Linked DNA regions of Mus musculus: regions 1 and 2 are each linked to region 3. Evidence: chromatin contacts called from public HiChIP or PLAC-seq data. All regions are on one chromosome and are shown on one strand. The core of a region is the stretch at or near the end of the contact, and the rest is flanking DNA. Distances in the headings are between cores, read along the strand shown.

Region 1 (4,554 bases), core at 782-3,281, 1.3 Mb before region 3:
TAGACTTCTGTTCTCTGAGCCTCAATTTCCCCAAAGATAGATCGTTTAAGTGTTTGTTTGTTTTTAAAGAACAACTGTTGAGAAGTTGCCAGAGACATGTGCCTGCCAGTCACCCCAGCTGAAGGGTACGTGTCTATGCCTGCTTTCTGCCAAGTGGCCGTAAATGATTCACTGGTCCCAGTATTTGGGGAAACTTCTTTAATGTTACCTGCTAGCATGCTGGCTTTGCCATGTTCCAGCTACAGAACCAATTGAAGAGTTAATGAGCAGAAAAAAACGACAAGCTGTTGAGGTGGTTAGTCTCCTGGTTCCACATCCCTGCCTGGTTTTGCATTTTGCATATATAATTCCCTTAGGTACTCAAACATCAGTTAATATGGATTGGCTCCAAAGAACAAAATATCCAAATAGCTATGACTAAGGCCATGAGTTGCTGATTCATTTCATATTTGGTTCAATAAGAAGATAAACTCCCAGGAACCCAGATCTTTTCATCAGTCTCAGGGGCTTGTTCTTATACCAAAATGGCTGCTTCAGTTCCAGCCATCACATGAATCTCTCTCTCTCTCTCTCTCTCTCTCTCTCTCTCTCTCTCTCTCTACCTCTCTCTCTCTCTCTCTCCCTCCCTCCCCCTCCCCCTCTCCCTCTCCCTCTTCCTCTCCCCCTCGCCCCTCTCTCTCTCAAGAAATGAGGTCCCCAAACAGCCTCAATTCATGTGGATCCCCTAGATCTCTCAGTTACTGGACCACCAACCAGGCAGCATGCACCAGCTGATATGAAGCCCCCAACAAATATAAAGCAGAGGACTGCTGGGTCTGGATTTAATCAGAGAAGATGCAACTAACCCCTCAAGAGACTGGAGGCCCCAGGGAATTTAGAGGTCTGGTGGAGTGGGGGTAGGGGGTGGAGACATCCTCATGGAGATGGGGGGGGGCAGGAAGGAGGTATGGGATGTGTGGTAGTCAGAGGGTGGACCGAGAGGGGAATAAAATGATTTCAGTGGGTACAGCCACTGCAGCTCCAAACAGACAGCATCCCCCAAACAAGCAGCAACACTGAGCTACCAGGAAACACGAGAGGGGAGTGGTTTGTGCACAGAAGGAAAACTTCATACTTGGTAGGGGACAGGCAGCAGTGAGCAGGTGCCATGGAGTCTGGACGAAGAGAAGAACATAGGACAGGCACTGGCTGGCAGTACCTAGGAGATGACCTTCATTGTCCATAATGCCAGGCTGAGAACCACTCTGGTTTTTCTGAGATGCAGGAACAGGAGAGCAAGGGAACAGGGGAATCTGAGACAGGAGACTGAACAGCACCCTTGAGAAGATGCAGAGGCTATAGATCTGGGTCCTCAAAAGATTCCTCCCCATCCCCCAAACCCCCCAACTCCCACCCCCACACACCCCCACCCTGCCATCTCTTTGTTATGCAAACTTGAGATTTCTTTGACTAGGGTCTGGAAAGAACCAAGGCCAGGAGTTCTGTCCTTCCAAGAATAAAAAATATTCAAAGACACTGAAGACAGGCTAATGGACTGAGGATCCCTGGCAGAGCAGCCTGGCTGGGAGAGGAACTGAACCAGTGGGTATGGCCTTGAGGAGCAGGGCAGACCCTGCTGACAGATCGCACCTCCAGGCGTGTCAGTGATAAATTCTTGTCATTTCTGGCTGGAATAAGAACCTTTTTTGCTTGCCTCTGACTCAGAGGTGGGGAGACAGTGAAGAAAGGCTAGCACAGGGAAGAGCTAAGTGAGATGCAAGTCCTCCCACCCCACCCCCATCCCCAGAGCCCTCTCAAAGTCCTCACAATGCCTCTACCTTCCCTACCTCCAGCCCGCACCCTTCTGTTTCCTCCCTCCTGTCCGGAGAGCCTGAGCCCTCCTAGAGCGTGGAGGATGCTGGGTGAGAATTCATTCACCTTACCCTGTGGAGTCTGGGACTTTCCCTTTAAGAGCTGTCAGAGCGGGGAGGCTGGCCAAGCTGGGCTGGAGGTGGGGACAGAGGAAAGAAAAAGAGAGAGGGGGAGAGTAGCAGAAAAAGTTTTTTTAGAGGAAAATGCAGGGCTAGTCTGTTGGCCTGACGTCAGATGTCGCTTTGACAAACGCCCCCGGGGGCTGAGGAAGGCTCTCCGCTGCTCTGATGGGCCAGCCCAGTCCTGGCCCAGCTCCCTGGAGAGGCATCCGCATCCTCTGGGCTGAGCCGTAGCTCCTGTGACGCTGACTTCCAGGCATGAGGTGGCTCCTGCCCTGGACGCTGGCAGCCGTGGCAGTCCTGAGGGTGGGCAACATCCTGGCCACGGTGAGTCCTGCTTAGAAGGGATCAGTGAGGGGACCTGATCCCTTCCTGCCTGGTTCTGAGGCCCGAGGGACTGGGGGGTCAAGACAAGGTGGGTTGGAATAATGAACAGCGGGAGGAGAGAGATTCTTGAGTCTGAAGAAGGTGGTGGAGTGGGGCAGAAGGCGCATCCCTTGAGAGAGACACCCTGTTTCCTATATTCACAGACAATATACAACAAAATAAGGGCCTGGGGATCTGCACCCTGGACTGGCCCTGTGATCTTGGGTGGGTCACTCACGAATTCAAAGCAGCATAAAATGAGGGGTTGCTAAGAACATCCAGAGCCTACCAGTTTAAAAACTCCAGGACTCGGAGCATCTGAGGTCCCCCAAAGAGAGGTGCTAAGAAACCCCAGGACAAGATGTGAAGGAGCACGCCAGCTTTTAGCAAATCTCCACCAAGCAAGCAAGGTTTGGGTTTACCACCATGAGCACCTTGTGACCCTCCATGGTCTGTTCCTGTCCTGCCATTTCCAGAAGGCATCTGGGTCCTGGAGAGAGGGACATCAGTTTGCACCTTCCAGAGACAGGGAAGGAGACACGTGGCAAAGCAGGGAAGCCTGCTGGAGCAAAGCCGGGGGTGGCTGGGCAAGAGGGCAAGCTGCTAGGGGCAGTGAGTGATGTGGGCAGCTGAACAGAAGGGAGGCAGCTTCCAGCAGCAGGGTGAGCTGCTGGGCAGCTGCTGAGTCTGAGGTTGCCACATGAGGGCCAAAGACAAAGGCTGACACTGACACTGAGTTATACCAAGAACTTCTTTGGGGTGCTAACATGCGTATTCCAGGAGACTTGGAGTTACGGTACAGCAATCTGCCTGTGAGCACAGGAACTCAGTCCATTTCCACTGAAGCTCAGAACTAGACATGTCTGGGACTGGGTAACAGGCACCTTGAGGTGTTACGTGGAGACAATGAACATGTGCAATTTGTACCCAAGTCCTCTAGCCTGTGCACGATGCTTGTTCATGATAGCATCTAACCCTACGACAAGAAAGATTACCAGCTCTATTCACAAAGGATGACCAGAAGCAAATGAATGGCCCAGGGTCGGAATGAGCAAGTGGCCTGGGTCACACTGGCATCTCTTGTGGCACACTTTCAGCACTCAGCCGTCCCAACGTTCCCTAAGCCTAGAGTCCAGGAAGTTAAGCAAGCAGGCCTGCCTCTGCCTTGGGACTGGTTGTGACTGGGTACAAGCCTACAGGTGGCTGGGCCTGGGAGGGCAGGGTGTGGATGGAGAATTGGTGACAGGGGAGCCAGCATCAGAGTGAGGGCACAAGAGGGGAAATTCAAGGCGAGTCTTGCACTGGAGCCAGAGTCTTGCACTTGAGCCTGCTGCTGGAACAGCCAGGACTGAGGGATGGTGGGGAACAGAGTCAGGGCTTTTTAGGGGGTCTCAGTAAAGAGACCTGGAGTCCAGAGGGACCTAGCAGCATCAGTAAGGAGTGTGTCCCCAGAAGCTCCCAGACTGCCCACCCTGTACTCTTAGGAGTCTCCCAGCATCTTGTTTTCCAGGATGCCCTCGAAACCCCCATCCACTGACACAGTACCTCTGATGGTACAGAGCTGGGCTGTGCCCAGAAGTCAGAGCCCGGCTTTGTAACCGAATTCCACACATGGCATCCTCCAGAACTAATACAGACAGGGAGTTCAAATCCAGCAAGGGGCAGGGGGGCCCCATGGAAAGAATGATGTGCATTGGCCATACGGAAGGAAAAGTATGTGGGAAGTGAGCACTGCCAAGAAGACTTTGAGGAAGTAGGCTGGGAGGGGAGACGCTGTCTGGTGTGCATGTAGCTAAATGGGCTGTTGGCAAAAAGCAGGAGGCCAGCTGGGGAGGGGGATGTTCAAAGTGGGGGAGGGAGGCAGATTCTGGGCTCAGATGCAAAGCCTGGTACCTATGACAGTGTTGTGGTTGACGCTCTGTGTGAAGAACAGCTTGTTTTATCTCTTTTCTTTTTCTTGGACAAGTGGTGAGGGCCCACCTGCTAAGTGAAAGGGGAGAGTACGTGAGCCATCCCAAGGACAATGTACATGGCAATACCCACCCATGTGTCATGTCTATGCAGAGATAGAATCCTTGCCTGAGAACAACCAACATTCACTGATGCTCAGAGAGGTTAGATAAATTACCCAAGGCCACACAGCTAATGACATTTGAACTTAAGTGGCAGCTTTCTACTACTCTAAATCCTTGTATAGAAACAGGCTGGACCCTAAAAA
Region 2 (4,316 bases), core at 30-2,529, 1.0 Mb before region 3:
ACATACATATATGCATCACATGAATGAAGTAAGTACATGCACATCTATGCATGCATACAAGGTGAATATGTGTATAGAAATACATGCACACATGCATGTTCTGTAGCCTTTCTGATCTACTTGCCCCTTGGAGTTTTATTCTATTAACTTGTTAACTCTTAAAATCATCCTTCATGTAGGTCTTGTTATGTCAGTTTATAGAAAAAGGAAGTGAGGCATAGGAAAAACTTCAGCAGCTGGGTGTGTACATTGCAGCTGGGTGAGGAATTTCCCCGAAGATGCCTTTCCTGCCACATGCAAACCCATCCCTGGGGCACTCTCTCTCTCTCTCTGTGTGTGTGTGTGTGTGTGTGTGTGTGTGTGTGTGTATGACCCTCCCTTCCCTGGCTCATTCTCACATCTAAGTCATGGGTAGCTGATGAAGTGTGGCTTATGCTAGGAAGTTCTTCTGGACTTCAGGACATTTAGAAGAGCCAAAGCTATTTGGATTCCACCAGATGCTGGAATCTTGGAAGCCCCTGAATTCAAAAGGGATGTGGGCATTCCACCTCTCATGGCCCATAGGCATTCTCAATTTCTTGGAGCCCTGAAGTACCACCACCAGGTACAAATGACCCGCAGGCTCGGCAGACATTTGGAGCAAGCACCCACGAGCCACGCTTGTTGCAATAATCCTGTAGATTATCAACAACCCAAGATGACCCGAAGTGGGTCACAGTCCAGTGTAGCTCATTAACTGCTAGCAAACATCCTGTCCCACCCACATGCTAGCCCCTGAGGAATGCAAGATTGGAGAACAGGTTCTCGTTCTATCAGAAACAAACTCCCTTGACTCCATGCCCTGCCTCTTCTTTGTTTGACATCTCCTTGCTCCTGTTCCTCCATGACCTGGATACTGAGCCCCGAAGAAAAAAGATCCACTTGCCTGTTACACGATCTCACAGTGCTGTGGGATCTTCTTGGGTTTTTCTTCCCTGTCCCTCTCCCAGCCTCTTGTGATCATCTTCCAGCTTCTGTTCCCAATCTTCCTGGCTTCCTTCCCCAGCAAGGTCACAATTGCAAACAGGTGGGAGAAATTCTGAAAGCAGTTCCACTGGTCCTGGGAATGCATCCCCGGGACATAGTACAAACGAAGGAAAATGCTCACAACATCACAGGGCTGGTAACAGTAACCAGCGTGATCATATGTATTGATGTGCATGACACACAAGTACGCAGCAATAGAGGGATGGAAACTTCCAAGTTCTACTGTTGTTTGCTAGAATATTACACAACCACCATGCAGTGCAATGATTTTTCAAGGTGATTCCAGGAACACTTTTAGAGTGACTCTCCTTGACTCAAGCATAGGATTGAAGGGGGATGGGGAGAGACAGAGTCTGACCCGTAGAGGCCCTATTGAGTACACTGCCCATCTGCAGAGACTGCTAAGTGCAGGAGGGTGATTCTGTTCTAAAGGACAAAAAGCAAAAGCAAGTTTGCGTCACCAGCCTTAACTTAAAGGTCCTTTTCCTGCTTTTTTTCCCGATCGCCATTACTCTCAGCACAGAGGGTAATTTCAGTGCTTAGAAAAAGTGTTTACACAAAAACCATTGAGCAACATAGTGACGTGTCTTCCCCGAACAGCCTCTTGGACGAGCTGTGGGATGTAACACAAAGGCTTGCCAAATGGATCTCAGGCAGGCTGGCTCTGTTACCCTCCCCTTCCCCTTCCTCCTCCTCACCCAGCCATTGATTTCAGAAAGGGCTGAAAACTATTTGGGTGTGCTTGCTTAGTAAAGTGGAAGCATGTAGGAATGTAAGTAGTAGCTATTTGGGCCAGTATCGAGAAAGAGGAAAAGTTCCCAAAGTCAAAACACCTCAAGGCCACAGATAGAGGATCTTTGGTTTCCATTGGCTTAAAACTAGATCTGAGGTGGTGTCCAGGGTGGCAGGGACCTGAGGAGGCTGAAGAGGAAAGACAGATTCCCAGGAGTCCTGCCTGACCCCCACCCACTCAGCTAGCTGCACTCTGAGTTTTGTGTTTATTGATGGAGCCGGTGGGCCAGCCTGTGATTCTGAGAGCAGTGGGGAACAGCCTGGCATTGGAGTACATTTTCTAGTGCATTGGGAATGCCTAGACTTGCCTGGTCCATCACCTTCCTTGGTGCTGGAAAGGAAAAACTGCACTCAGTGCAGGCAGGGGCTCACAAAGGAAAGAGGAAATACCAGCCCTGCTTCTTTAAATAGCACAGGGCTATTTAGGACTGGCCAGGGTGACAATAACACGCAGTGGGGAGGTTGGGTAGGAGATGTCAAAGGAGACAGCCTGGTTGAAGACTGGGGTAAAAATGGATATGGAAAGGGGTGATTCCCAGAAGACAGGACATGTGCATGCATGAGTTTTGAAGAAGAGATGACAATTGACTCATGATGAGGCAAAGAATGAGCTGTTCCAGCAAGGAAGAACATACGCAAACCACAGGGGCATGAAGTCCCTGAGGCACAGCAGGCTTTCCTTTGGAGTGGCCATAAGAGCTATGACATCATATCTCTATCCTTCCCTACAGCCACCCTTTTGTTGTGAACTCAAGTACACACACACACACACACACACACACACACACACAGACACACACACACACACACACACACACACACACACACACACGCCACACCTATGTTGAAGATTTAGCAGATTGACTAGTGCTCAGTAATTGTGGGTAGCTGAACTGTTGTAGACAGAGAGAAAACATTACAGCCCCAGGCTGGGGGTGTAGCTCAGTTGGTAGGGTGCTTTCTTAGCCTATGCTGGCTTCAATCCCTAGCACTGTAGAAGTGGTGCATGGTGTTGTCCACCTGTAACCTCAGCACTGGGGAAGTAGAGGCAGGAAGAACAGAAGTTCAAGGTTATCCTTAGCTACATAGCAAGTTCAAGGCCAGCTTGCCTATATAAGACCCTGACTCATAAACAATCATTACAGATTATTTTTAAGTCTTCTTAATAACTAATAATCAACTATCCCTGTCTCTGACCTAACATTATTCTAACTTCAAGTGAGACCCTGAGTGTGTATTAACACACGACCAGCTTTCACCAAGTTAAAAGCTAAGCACGTCATCAGAGTGCCTCTGAAATCTACAGCAGGGATAGCCTGCCCCCTTTGCTGGAACCTGCCCACCTGATGTCCCCACTGAAGTTTTGAGTATATGCATTTTTCTATGACATTCTTTTGTTCTGTGACTATAGAGTCCATGTTAGCAGTAAACAGGAAAAATACTTCATTTGGGGCAACCCAAGTCTGTGTTCCTGATCCACGGTCACTTGTATTTGGCTCAGAATAAACTTTCCTTCCCTCTGGAGCAAGAGTTGAGCTTGGATCAATACGTACTGGTGACTCTTCTGTTTCATACAGTCCGTCAGAGTGAGATCCATCTAGAAGGACTCTGAGTAAGTTTCTGTATATCAACTAATTTACGGTATCATTAGCTATTCTGTCCATTTCACAGGTAAGGAAACTGAGGTCAGGATATCTCAGTGAGTAGCAGAACCGTGATTTGCTGTGCCACAGTAACAATCACTGTTCTGAAGATGGACTGCTTTGTGCCTCACAGGAGGGGTGAGACTGGGAGAGCTGAGACTGAGAAGTCTGAGGAGACTTTGAGGATTTTCCTTCCTCTCACAGAACTCAGACTCTATACCAGGGCAATCATAGGCATGAACATTAGAAGGAGGAAGGATACAGATAGAAACTACTCCTGAAACCAAGATTATCTGCAGAACTCGTAAATGCCTGAATACCTCCAACCAGCTGGGTGTGGCCAGACCAAAAGCTGGCCATCCGTGAACAGTGAAGAACTCTGTGTAGGGTTGGCTTCTAAAAGCACCTGCAAAATTTCCATGCCCGTGGTTATGCTCCCTCACCCTGTGACACTGGGACTGGCTGCCGTGGTTGACAGAAAATATCCATTGTCCATTGAAGTGACGTGTTGGATCCAAGGGAGGCTGATGCGCATTACATCCGGTACAACAGTGAAGAAGCAGGTAATAGCAGAGAGCCCACGACAAGCTGGATAGTGAGCAGTCACACGTGCAGGAACACTCCTGGTCCTGACCTTTAAAAGCCACTGTTGTCTCAGGATTGGAACAATGGAACAGGTGCTCATGAATGTGGATAAATGAGCCTGCTGTAACAAGCACAGCTGAAGGTATACAAGCCCGAGAGAGAACTCTACATCACCAGCCCCCAGTATTCACTGTTTTCTATCCACAAGCGAGACTTTCCCCTTAGCACCTAATACCTGGAACATTCCAGTGCTCTAGGGAAAACTCTACA
Region 3 (4,028 bases), core at 966-3,465:
ACCACATCTAAGAGACCAGGAAAATGTTAAGGCCTTGTCTCTACAGTTTTCAGAATAACAATGTTTCCCAAAATGCTGGGAAAAATAAATAAAGAGAAACTACGAATTTCAATAGCTTTGCTGGGAAAGACTCCACCATATTTGCCAGGCTATTCCCTTGCAGGAAGGCCATATTCCTCTTTTTAACCACACCACTCTTAATGATCCCGTCCCTCCATGTGCAAAGGTGCTATCCAGGGTCTGTCTGAGTAGATGGCTTTCCATGGCCTTGACCCAGACTTCAGAGTCAAACTTCAGATCACTGTACCCTTTCAAAGTCTCCTTGAATGATGTTACCACAACTCAGGAGACACTGAGACGACCGTGGCTTTGGGGCTTGATGGCATTCACGAGTACAGACTTTAGGGAGAAACAGGCTACCACATACATGCAGGAACACAGCTCCTGCAAAAAGACTCAGGGAATGCAAGATCAGCAAGGCCACTGTCTGAGAAAGTGAAGCCGTCCTAACTAGTTACACGACACAAAAGCTTTCGTTATCCCTAGGTGATGGCCTATATTACTTAGTTTATCTCTTTGTCTGCTTAGTGATTGAACCTAAAGTCTCATCCAGGCAAGGCAAGTACTCTACCACTGAGCACACCCAACCCTGCATGGGTTTCATCTTGATTATGGCGTTTTTCTTTTTAAAGAAAGTACTGATCAATAGCCATGGCTGTGGCCTTGGTTCAACACCCCCCAAGTCCCTGACTGTAGTTCCGAGGAATCATAACCAAGAATTCAGCCTTTCCCACTAAGGGCCGCAAGCTCAGTCTGACTCTTGCCAAGGAAGCAGCTAGCACACACCCAGCAGGGCTGACTCCCAGGACAGATACCCAACAGAGGCCAGATATGATAGACACATCATCTCCTAAGCTCCAGAATTGGAATCAGCATGGAACTTACATTAATCTGTTCACTAAGCCCTAATTCTTATGTCTAATTACGCTGCAAGAACCATATATTAAGAAATTTTATTAACCTTGTAACATGGAGCAGTCACAAGTACCTCCCACCAACTGAGGTTTCTAATTAAATCAAAACTTTTTCTAGTATGGTTTGGCTACCTGTGTTTCTCAATGTCTTTCCTCTGTGAAGCCCATATCAGAAAGTGTTATGAACGCTCTGTGCCTGAGCCTTGACCCTTAGGCTTCTGAGCTCTCCATAATCAGACACTTACCTTCAAATACATACCTGCTCTTTGTTATCCCACCTAGAAACAGGAACTGATCCTTATGGCCTTGTTGCGCCCAGAACCCACCTTCACAGCTCACAACCACAGGAATTCATACTGATTACATTTCAGGCTAAGCCCTATCAGTAAAAACCCTGAGGTAGCTTTGATGTTAAAAACATCAGGCCAGGTGCCAGCACAGCTATCCTTACAATCAGGCTCAAGGTGAGATGGAAGGCTAAAGAGGACAGAAACTTCCAGAACCAAACATTAACATCTTACTTCCTCCAGCAGTCTACCTCTCCCTGCTTATGACACATGCTCACGTATCCCACAGGGGTTTATGCAGAGCATGTTGAAGGGAGACAGTGCTTAGCCCTGGTGAGAAGAAAGACAGGCTAGGACCACGTGCACTTTCAGATTGTACATCCTGTGAAGTCTAGTGTTTTCCTGTTACCCGGGATCGGACAGTCTCTGCTGGCCTTGGCATGCCAGCTTCCAGCCTTGCACTTACAGGCCACTGGAGCTTGGGAACTCACCATCAGACGTGTGAAGGAGCTTATGACTTTTCAGTGTCCCTTTGGATTTGAATTTCTTGCCACACATGTCACAGAGGTGGGTCTTCTCAGTGCTGTGACGATTCATATGAGCTTTGAGGTTGCTCTTGCTACGAGTTGCATATTCACACAGAGAACACTTGAAGGGCTTCACACCTACCAACGAGAAATGGATAGCTGTACATTTACACGTGTCTGTGCAAACATGGGTGGGGATCCCAAAGAACAGTTCACACCATATAAAACATCCAACTGAACAGAGCAGTATACTTGCTTACTCCCAACGTGTCCGCACACCTCATGTCTGGCCGACCTCATCTTGTTCCGCCTTACAGAAATACCGCAGAAGTCAGGGTTCCCAAGCCTCGGCTTCAGGACAGTTCTAGCTGCCTATCAGCATTCTGTAATCCTACAGCTCCCTCCTGCCAAAATGCTCTTGCATACCACAGTGATTTGATCACCTCTGCTCTCCCTACAGTCTGGTAACTCCCTGAAGACAGACACCCTGCCCAACTTACAAAGCAGTCATTAAATCCAACTCAACTGAGTTAAACTAAATAAAATTATAGGCCACGTCATTCTTTGCAAAAATCAATAGGATCAGGCACTCAGGTCAAGTCTGGAAGAATATTCCCATTCATAACATAAACAGAAGCACAAAACACTGGACATTCTGCATGACTCACATGTAACTATTCCCAAGCTATTGTGCCTACTCCACTTGTATTGCTTTCCCCCACCCAGCCAGTGTGAGAACTGCTGTCGTGGTTCATCTCAAATGCATTTCTTGACCTCTTTGAACTGTTAGACTCTCTGAGCACCTGCCCACCGTGTGAATGAAGTTCCTCACGTGTGATCAACACCTATGACTATGGAGAGTCCCCAGACTTATCTTATGTTGCCCCTTCTTGTTAGTCTTCATGCTTATCTTTTGCATTTGCCTACTGCTGCTCTTTTTCCATGTTTTATTTTGGGAGTGAGCTGGGAGAAAGAATACTTACAGTGCAATTGCAGTGATTAGCTCCAAAGACTCGCGAATAATGTAATGTGGGTAAGTAGGCTTTTCTTTATCCTTTACAGTTCCATCATTATAAAGAAATTCATAGACAAGTGAAAAAGAGCAGGCCATGAACACTCCATCCTAAAACTGCAGCCTTTCGTTTCCTAAACCTTTCTCAGAATTCAGAAGGTTTTCAAATTGAGAGATTTCTTCCAGAAGTTCAATGTGGAATACTGACACCCGTGTCCTGTGAATGCATAGTGTTGGCTATACATTAAGCCTGGTATGGAATACTGACACCCCGTGTCCTTGAATGCATAGTGTTGGCTATACATTAAGCCTGGACATACACAGGGTCTTCTTCTGAGGAATGTAGGAGACCATCTCACTGATGCCTGCAGCAAATCTCAAGGCAGTTTATAATTGTGTTTCATGGAAAAGTGACCAGAAGATGGAATATTTGTCCCATCCTGCGTCACATACAAAGAAAGGAAAGACTGAACCACGCTCTCCCACTCCAGACCTCTGTCTGCCATGCAAGCATTATCCCCCAGGGGAACAGATTTATAATCCTCAGGCTGCCATCTCCCTGGATTTGCATCAGCGTCAGGTTCGTGGTCTGTCTCTGACCACTCCCAGACGACTCCCCTGAGCACCATCCTAAACCAATCTCCACACAAAGGCTTCTGCCTCCTTCTCTACTGAGAAAACTCCTAGCAATGACTTCCTTCAGTGCCCTCAGAAAATGACATATAGGTATTCATCTCGTCACCACTGTCAACTCCTCCTTTCTTGCCTCCACATGGGAGGTATCGCTTTCTCTTAGTGCGAGTCAGTAAAGATGTAAAGAACAGGGCTTTAGAATCATGTAGCATGGGTCCAAATCCCAGTTCCCACTACTTTTTGGCTGTACAACACGAGCATTTCATAGCGTTCTGTGCCTCGTGTTCCTCACTGGTAAAACTAACCTGGCTTGCTAGTCCCTGAATGCACTAACTAGCGTACCATGAGCAAGCCGAAAGTACACACTGGGCCCACAGTGCTTACTAAGTGCTGGCACACAAGAAAGCACCTTTCAGTTCCAGCACTGCACCTCAGGTCCACTGCCTCCTCTCTTCACTGACTCTCTGCCCATCAGCTCCTCCCCTGAGCCCTGCCACTGATAGTATGTTATGCAAAATACTTGGCCATCCATCTTCCTCTGACCCTACAGTCCTGCCTATAGTGGTCAAGCTCCCGACAAGCAGGAAGGAACTAT

Evidence for each region. HiChIP or PLAC-seq counts read pairs in DNA pulled down with a chosen protein or histone mark.
Region 1: a contact with region 3 is called in a CTCF HiChIP or PLAC-seq map of the NIH/3T3 cell line, with 5 read pairs. The contact joins the promoter of Ccn4 here to the enhancer-like site in region 3. A contact is called at or near these places in 2 of 39 promoter capture datasets (embryonic stem cells and hippocampal neurons) and 2 of 15 datasets of contacts at CTCF or cohesin (the NIH/3T3 cell line and large pre-B cells).
Region 2: a contact with region 3 is called in a FOXA1 HiChIP or PLAC-seq map of pancreatic cancer cells. The contact joins two enhancer-like sites. A contact is called at or near these places in 2 of 484 Hi-C or Micro-C datasets (bone marrow-derived macrophages and pancreatic cancer cells) and 3 of 115 datasets of contacts at active chromatin or transcription factors (embryonic fibroblasts, extraembryonic endoderm stem cells and pancreatic cancer cells).

The regions. Positions count from the first base shown.
Region 1 is chr15:66,889,338-66,893,891 of GRCm38.p6, forward strand. Ccn4 (cellular communication network factor 4) reads left to right here and starts at 2,032. Exons shown (of 5, transcript NM_018865.3): 1 at 2,032-2,297. The coding sequence starts at 2,229. It overlaps Gm46514 (a long non-coding RNA gene), which reads right to left and starts at 1,994. Exons shown (of 3, transcript XR_001781648.2): 1 at 1,923-1,994.
Region 2 is chr15:67,145,267-67,149,582 of GRCm38.p6, forward strand. All of the region lies in intron 2 of St3gal1 (ST3 beta-galactoside alpha-2,3-sialyltransferase 1), which reads right to left. Among named protein-coding and RNA genes, the nearest start is that of Gm31400, 23 kb to the right of the region's middle. Within about 2 kb of position 1,280, at least 170 of the 459 cell types and tissues checked have an H3K27ac peak or open chromatin away from gene starts, as enhancers often do. A contact at or near this core is called in pancreatic cancer cells, where this site is marked.
Region 3 is chr15:68,164,001-68,168,028 of GRCm38.p6, forward strand. Zfat (zinc finger and AT hook domain containing) reads right to left here. Exons shown (of 16, transcript NM_001145888.1): 10 at 1,753-1,926. Among named protein-coding and RNA genes, the nearest start is that of Zfat, 93 kb to the right of the region's middle. Within about 2 kb of position 2,216, at least 79 of the 459 cell types and tissues checked have an H3K27ac peak or open chromatin away from gene starts, as enhancers often do. A contact at or near this core is called in the NIH/3T3 cell line and pancreatic cancer cells, where this site is marked.